Linked DNA regions of Mus musculus: region 1 is linked to region 2. The links are chromatin contacts, called in public Micro-C maps. All regions are on one chromosome and are shown on one strand. Each heading gives the region's core, a stretch centred on a gene start, on an enhancer-like site or on the middle of the called end of the contact. The rest is flanking DNA. Distances are from core to core; before and after follow the strand shown.

The links. Hi-C and Micro-C count contacts between places; a contact is called where the count stands out from the background.
Region 1: a Micro-C map of embryonic stem cells shows a contact between it and region 2, with 2.2 times the contacts expected there. The contact joins the promoter of Zmynd11 here to the enhancer-like site in region 2. A contact is called at or near these places in 2 of 39 promoter capture datasets (the C10 cell line and neural stem cells), 1 of 484 Hi-C or Micro-C datasets (embryonic stem cells), 2 of 115 datasets of contacts at active chromatin or transcription factors (the NIH/3T3 cell line and bone marrow-derived macrophages) and 1 of 9 other capture datasets (pancreatic islet).

Annotation. Positions count from the first base shown.
Region 1 is chr13:9,763,953-9,767,781 of GRCm38.p6, reverse strand. It overlaps Zmynd11 (zinc finger, MYND domain containing 11), which reads left to right and starts at 2,461. Exons shown (of 15, transcript NM_001199141.2): 1 at 2,461-2,727.
Region 2 is chr13:9,630,907-9,634,909 of GRCm38.p6, reverse strand. It overlaps Dip2c (disco interacting protein 2 homolog C), which reads right to left. Exons shown (of 37, transcript NM_001081426.2): 30 at 20-188. Among named protein-coding and RNA genes, the nearest start is that of Gm36423, 42 kb to the left of the region's middle. Within about 2 kb of position 2,024, at least 2 of the 459 cell types and tissues checked have an H3K27ac peak or open chromatin away from gene starts, as enhancers often do. A contact at or near this core is called in embryonic stem cells, where this site is marked.

The DNA.
Region 1 (3,829 bases), core at 1,212-3,711, 130 kb before region 2:
CTGGTGCTGAACCTGGAGATGTGGCAATGGAGCCCGACACATGAGCTTGTGGTTTGGAGGAGGAGAGGGAGGAACTCAGTAGACTGAGCTTTAGGAAAGTTGCTTTGTAGGAAGTGACTCGTTTTACACCAGTAACCCGACCACCATGGCCAGATGCTTGCTGTTTACTCGCTCTCCATGCTGTGCTCTTTCTGCTGAGTTCCTGGAGCTCTACATAGATAGATGGTGCTACACTGTGCCCTTGAGTTTATGCTCTTGGAGGAGAGCTATCGAAATGACTCAGGGTTTAGGTCATCCACCCTTTAATGCAAAACAGAGGTATCAAGCCAAGAATAGCAGTAAAAGCAAAACAGAAAACACTGCACTTCAGTGGCAGGGGTGCCTGAGCAGCTACTACAACCAGCAACAGCAAGAGCTCTCAGAACTCACAAGAGACTTCAACTGTCTATGACAGTGAATGTGACTCTTCTTGAGTTCCAAGAAATACTCACGGAACTTTACTAAGAAAACAAAAACAAAAACAAAACAAAACCCAGGGTAAAGTGCACAAGAAGGAACTTCTCATAAACAGAATTTTGATTGAGACCACGCTTGGTTTATGCACCTTTTCAGTCAACGAACATTATTAGTCTCTCTGTGTGACTTTCTTTAATACATGCTTCCCCAACCCATCCCTGGAGAATTTTGGATATTTTTTCTTTACTCAAAATATCACAAATATTCACCTATATGTTTTTTTCTAGCTTTGGATAATATTTCAGCTTTTTTTTTCAACTTAAGTCATTTGGACTTTGTAAAAAAAAAAAAAAGAATATAAAGTAAGAATATAATTCATTTCCCCGACAGACAATTTCCATTCTTAATTGCTTGAATAGTCTGTCTTCTTTCCATGATTTTTCTCAAAGCAGAATGTGAAAGAAGCAGTATGCTCAATTGAAATTGTGTAGCATAGGGTGTATTGATTGTGGCCAAGGAAGAATGCAGGGCTGTGTGAGAGTCTGTGAAACACATGTGGATTGATGCAAACCATCCCTCAACTCCATCATTCCTCCTGTCTCCAATTTCTCCCCTCAGACCCCTCAACCTTTTGCCTTCTTTCACAACCCAGTACATAAATCCAGAGTATGTCACAGGTTGCACAGAAACAACTACATTACTTTGGTCTTCCAAACCTCCGTCCAACCTCCAGCCACTGGCCTTCTGACCCACCCTCATATACTCACCCAGTTGACAGACAAATGCAGTTAATAAAGCTGTTGGGCTGGGAAACTATAGCAAAGAAATAGGAAATCTTATAGATAGGCTATCTAAGAGAGTTATATGTAAAAATAGAAGCTATTTCTATTCTGTATAACTGGGGGGAGTCACTTTGTTTTCCTAAACTGTATTTCTCTCTCCCTCTCTCCCTCCCCCCTTCTCTCTCTCTCTCTCTCTCTCTCTCTGTGAGTGTGTGTGTCCCTCCCTCTTTCCCTCCCCCCCACACAGAAAAATTTTCATACTTGAGTAGCTTCTGCAAACTACATAGAAATATAGAAGTAGGCATTCCTCTACAGCTGAAAGAAGACCTTTTTTTAAAAAAGAGGTGATTCACTTAAAGAAGTGATTTCCAGTCCAGCAGTCCAATCCAATACGGCATGATTTCCCCTGGCATCCTTTAGTCCACCCATCTAGTTTAAGGGCGACTTCTGAAATAAACTGGTTCTTTCATTCCATCACACAGGTGGGTCCTGGGGCTTGAACTCAGACTTTCAGGCTTGGTGGTGAGTGGCTTTATTTGCTGAGCAATCTTGCTGTCCAGCCATGCCATATTTTATTATTTAAATGAATTATAAATACTTCATGATCTTAGAAGTGGGGGCGGGGGGAAGCCAGAAACAAACATCAAAAGAGCAAACACTTCTCTCTGCGATGCTGGTATCAGTGGCAGAACTGTTAACAGTTTGAAAGACCGTTTGACTGGTGTACTTCAAAAAGCCAACTCAATGCTACTCTAAGTAAGTTCTAACTTAGAGATCAGCACTGTAAACAGATGGATAATTTGTATAAGAACCCTAGATTTCTAGGGGCGTCGCCAGTGATTTTTCAGGTACATCTATCCAATGAGAATAGGGACAGGCAATCTTAGCTAATGGGTTTCCCCTTTTAAACTCCTAGCAGGCAAAGGTTGTTAGGACAACGTATGACATCTGTATATGCTTTGACTTTTCCCCCAAGACTTTTAAAGCCATATAGCTTAAGGGCTCTCCTCTGATTAGATCTAGAATTGCTCACTAGAAAAGATAACCTACTCCTCACAGCAATTTGTAATGTTCTAACCAGAGTGATAATGGGTGGTCCATTCTTTCTAAACGTCCCACTTGTGCATATTTGAGACGGGGAACTCGGGTGTCTTTGCAACTTTTTTTTTTTTTTTGAGCACAGGATTGGAAAGCGAGGGATACCGTCTTACCCACTCGGGTCAGTAGTACACGGGCGAGTGCTTGTCCAACACGGAGCCATTAGGAGCCAAGCAAAGTGCCGAGCGGGTCCACACCGCAAGCTGCAACGCAGCCCACCGGGCTTGGCCGGATCCTAACAATGCTACCCTCGTGTCTCGGTGCTCGCCTCCAGCGCGCCTGCACGTACGTAGCTCGCACGTGTGTGTTGACATGGAGTTCGTGTGTGGACCCCCTTAGAATATGCTGAAACCGATTTCTCAGCGAGGCGCCGGAGACAGGTCGAGGGAAGGTAGGAGCGGGTGCGGCGGGCTCCCCCGGCCTCGGGGCGGGGAGACAGCGCGGGCCGCGCAAGTCCCGCGCCGGCCGCTAGAGCCCCCCGTGCGCAGCTCGGCCCAGGCCCCGCGCTCGCCCGGCCCGGCCCCGCGCTCGCCCGGCCCGGCCCCGCGCGGGGAAACACTCAAGCGCACACAATGAACTCCGAGGAGGCCGCGAGCCGGGCCGGCCGCCGCGCCCGCACCGTGTGAACCGCCTCTTGGTTGGGGGATGCCAACTTTGCCCCCCAGGCGTCCTCTGCAGCCCCGCAGGCCCCGCGCCGCCGTCGGGCTGAGGAGACGCGGTGAGTGAGCGAGCGAACGAACGAGCGAGCGAGAGCGCGCGGCGGGCCAGGCCTCCAGCCGGCGCGCGACGCCCCGGCCGCCTCGCCCGGTTTCGCCCCGGCGCGCGCCGAGGCATTTTTTTTTTTTTTTTTCTGTGGTGGAAGCCGCCGCCAACATGGCGCCCCTCGAGCCCCGAGCCCTCCGCGCTGAGCCAGCGGGGGGAGCCGGGGAGGAGGGAGGAGATGGCGGGGAGGAGGAGGCGGCGGCCTGCGTCCCCCCCGCCCCCCGCGCCCGTCGCCGGCTGAGGCCCGAGAGGCGCCGGGCGGCGGGAAGGAGGCGGCTCCGGAGGGAGGGCCGGGCGCGGCGGCGGCAGCGGCGGCGGCGACGGAGCGCAGCATAATGGTGGGGAAAGCTCGGCGGCGGCGGGGCGGCTGGGCGGCGGGGAGGGCGGAGGCATCCGCGGCGGCGGCAGCGCGGCCTGAGCTGTGGTGGCTGCCGGGGCCCCGGGCTCCCGGGCGGGCGGGCGGCGGCTGCCGGTGGCGTCAGGCACGGCCCCAGGCCGGTGAGGCCTGAGGGGTGGGCGCGTTTCCTCTGTCCAGCACCTTGTACCTCCGGCTGACGTGAGGAGCAGGCCCGCGGGAAGGCCGCGGAGAGCCGCGCGCGGCCTGCTGGCTCCGGGAAGCCGCGGAGTCTTGTGAGCTCCTCCCGCCCGGTCCCCGCGCCTCCCGCTTGGCCAGGCCCTGGGGCCTTTGCGCGGAGCGTGTAGCGAGCGGGCGGACGGGGAGCGATGAAAGC
Region 2 (4,003 bases), core at 775-3,274:
CATAAGAGAGGCTGTTTACCTTGAGGGACTCAGTTTGTGAGCCCAGCCCTTTCGTGCAAAGCTCCATCACCGAATAGGAACAGAAGGTATCCCGGACTTTGTATTGACTCACAGCAAGAAGCCACAAGGCAGGATTGGTCTCCAGCTCAGAGGGTGGGATCAGAATGGACTGGTGTCCTGAGTATACACTGCAGAGACAAGACAGGCCATCAAGGCTGGAACCCAGGGCAGATGGGAAAGAGACAGTAACATTCACCCTGAAAAACAGGAACACTTCAGAAACTTTAAATTTTTTTTACATTTTATTTCCATTTTTCAGCTGCTTCACTTTGCTATGTGATTATATCAGAATGTGCCAGATATTTCTCTTCATCATTACACTGATAACATTACAAATGCCTATTAATTAGACTTGCATGTACTTTTTAAAATTTTTTCATTGTTATTAGATATTTTCTTTATTTACATTTCAAATGTTATCCCCTTTCCTAGTTTCCCCTCCGAAAATCCCCTATCCCCTCCCCCCTGCTCCCCAACCCTCCCACTCCCATTCCTGGCCCTGGCATTCCCCTATACTGGGGCATAGAACCTTCACAGGACCTAGGGCCTCTCCTCCCATAGATGACCAACTAGGCCATCCTCTGCTACATATACAGCTAGAGCCACAAGTTCCACCATGTGTTTTCTTTGATTGGTGGTTTAGTTCCAAGGAGCTCTGGGGTCCTGGTTAGTTCATATTGATGACAAGAAACTTTTATATGTAAGATAAATAGAAAATCCAGATACAAAAATATTAAGAAAATCACATAGGAAGAAAATTAGGAGAGCCAAAAGAAGTCAGACACTTGACCTTCTGAGTGTGTCAATCTGTACTGTTTTACATCCAAATCACCACACAACAGCACTTTTAAAAATACTTTAAAGAATAAGATAACAAATTTTAATTCAAAAGTATTTGTTCAAACCACCAGTTTTAAAAATTCATTTATTTATTCACTTTACAACCCATTATCAGACCTTTCTCTCCTCCCAGTACCCCTCACACAAGTCCTACCCCACCCTTCATTCCACTTTCCCCTTCTCTTTTGAGGAGGGGAAGTACTTCTCATACCCCATTCCCACACATCAACTGAGACCAGACAGGGCACAAACTGCTATTTTTAATGCTTGCTTATCATTGTGAATTAGCAGTACTTGATCATATTTATTATAATAAAAGATGTCAGATAAATATTGTGAGATTTAAAGATATATTTTACTTATATGAAAATTGATAGATGAAACCCACATCATTGCTGTGCTGTAGCTGTGTACCTGTAATCTTCCTATCACAAGCCATTTCTCCTTTAATATGGTCAATCTCATTCAAAAAATTTCGAAACAAAAATTAAGAGAGCCCAGATGGCTCAAGAAATTTAAGAAAACTAAATGAGGGACTAGAGAGATGGCTCAGCCATTAAGAGAACTGTCTGCTGTTCCAGAGGTTCTGAGTTCAATTTCCAGCAACTTCATGGTAGCTCACAACCATCTATACTGGGATCCGATACCCTCTTCTGGCATGCAGATGTACATGCAGATAGAGCACTTATACATAAATCAATTTTAAGGAAAAAAAAAGACTAATGAGCCCACAAACTTATTTCGAACATGATTCTTCACGTAGAGAAGTATTGTAGAGGGAACACAGCAGAAGTGGTAGCAAATTTTCATCTCTCTCTCTCTATTTCAACATATCAAACTTTCAGTTATTTTTGTGAAGTGGAAATATAGCAAACCCCAACCTTTCATATAGCCTTTTTTTTTTAATTGGATATTGTCTTTATTTACATTTCAAATGTTATCCCCTTTCCCAGTTTCCCTCCCTCCCGGAAACCCCCTATCCCCCCCTTCTTCCCCCTGCTTCTAAAAGGATGTTCCTCCACCCACTCACCCACTCCTACCTCCTCACCCTCAGTTCCCCTACACTGGGGCATCTATTGATCCTTCATGGGAGCAAGGACCTCTCCTCTCATTGATGGGAGGCCATCCTCTGCTTACATATGCAGATAGAGCCATGTGTACTCCTTTGTTGATGGCTTAGTCCCTGGGAGCTCTTGGGGGACTGGTTGGTTGATATTGTTGTTCTTCTATGGAGTTGCAAACCCCCTTCCACTCCTTCAGTTCTTTCTCTAATTCCTCTATTGGGGACCCCACGCTCAGTCCAGTGGTTGGCTGTGAGCATCCACCTCTGTATTTGTAAGACTCTGGAAGGGCCTCTCAGGAGACAGCCAGATCAGGCTCCTTTCAGCATGCACTTCTTGGCATCCACAATGGTGTCTGGGATTGTTAACTGCATATGGGACGAATCCCCAGTGGGACAGTCTCTGGGTGGCCTTCCCTTCAGTCTCTGCTCTACACTTTTCTCCATGTGTGCTCCTGTGCACAGCCTTTTCAATGCAGTCAGTAATTTCAGAATGAGAAGACCAGGTACATTCAAAGAAAGAAAGCCAGACTTTATTATTATGCTGTAAACTTCTCTGTGATTTGATTTGCTCAAATGTTTGTGCAAATGTTTATAGTCAATATGTCATATTCAGTAAAAGCCCATGTAAATAATTCTTATATCCCGTACAAGGACATATTTTTACTAATTTGCCATTGGTATCTATTAAGGATCTTTTTTGTTGTTTGTTTGTTTTTGGTTTTGTGTTTGTTTTGTTTTGGTTTTGGTTTTTTTGAGACAGGGTTTCTCTGTGTAGCCCTGGCTGTTCTGGAACTCACTCTGTAGACCAGGCTGGCCTCGAACTCAGAAATCCACCTGCCTCTGCCTCCCGAGTGCTGGGATTAAAGGTGTATGCCACCACTGCCTGGCTTGTTGTTTGTTTGCTTGTTTGTTTGTTTGTTTTTGAGACAAGGTTTTGCTTTGTAGTTTAGGCTGGCCTTGAACTTGTGGCAGCCATTCTGTTAGAGCTGAAAAGTACTAGGTTACAGGTTTGAGTCATCATACCCATCTCTCCAGATCACTTTACAGCATTACACAGGTATATCTATGAAGCATAAGAGACATATACACTATTAAACAACTACCTGTTATAAGTTACTTTTTCCCCAATGGAATGTGAGCTTAGTTCAGTCCTTGAGAACAAACTTACACTCAGATGTTCTTTTATCCAGAACCTAAGCTTTTATACTATTTCCCACAAGCGTCCAAAGCTAACATAAGACGGGCTTCAAACAATCATTTTTTTTAAAGCATTTCCATATTACTCCCCAATTAACCCATTAAAAAACATACTTCAGATCTGACTGCAGCACAGCACTTGCCTTCTTAGCTCTAGAGATGCATTTAAGGGCTTTACCTATGCATTACCCTATCCTCATCAGACCCATGTACATTAAAAATCTAGTCTATGTTTAATTAAATGTATGTATGCACAGGTGCACATGAGTGTTGCAATGCCCGAGGAGGCCAGAGGCACTACATTTCTGTGGAATTGAATTACAGGCAGTTGTGATACCTGTTATAGATGCTGGAAAACAAAACTGGGTCCTCTACAAGTGCAGTACATATGCTCTTAACTACTGAGCCAATGCTCCAACCCTATGAACACGTTTTGAAGACTGGGTATTATTTCCAGAGCACACCACAGCTAAAATAGACATCCCATTCCTTTCTCTTCCTGCGTGAGAGGTTGAATGATGACCCCATCCTAGCCTTTTTCCTAGAAATGTGTAGCTTTTCTCATCATGCTCAGGGGAGTATGGCATTCCCACCTGGACTGATTTTACCTAAACAAGTGGGCTTGCTGTCACTTCAGTATGAGCTTACAGAGTCTGACTAGGTATGACTCTGAATTTGAGCCTTACCTATTAGCTAGTGTATTGTCTCTAATTAGAAGCCTCAAGGTAGCACTCAGCAGCAATCAGAATAAGTGAAAAATTTATCTCAGCTGTATAGATACTTTAAAAATATGACCTTCAGGCCAAACCCAGGATCATACACCAGAAAGAGCCTAATCTCCAA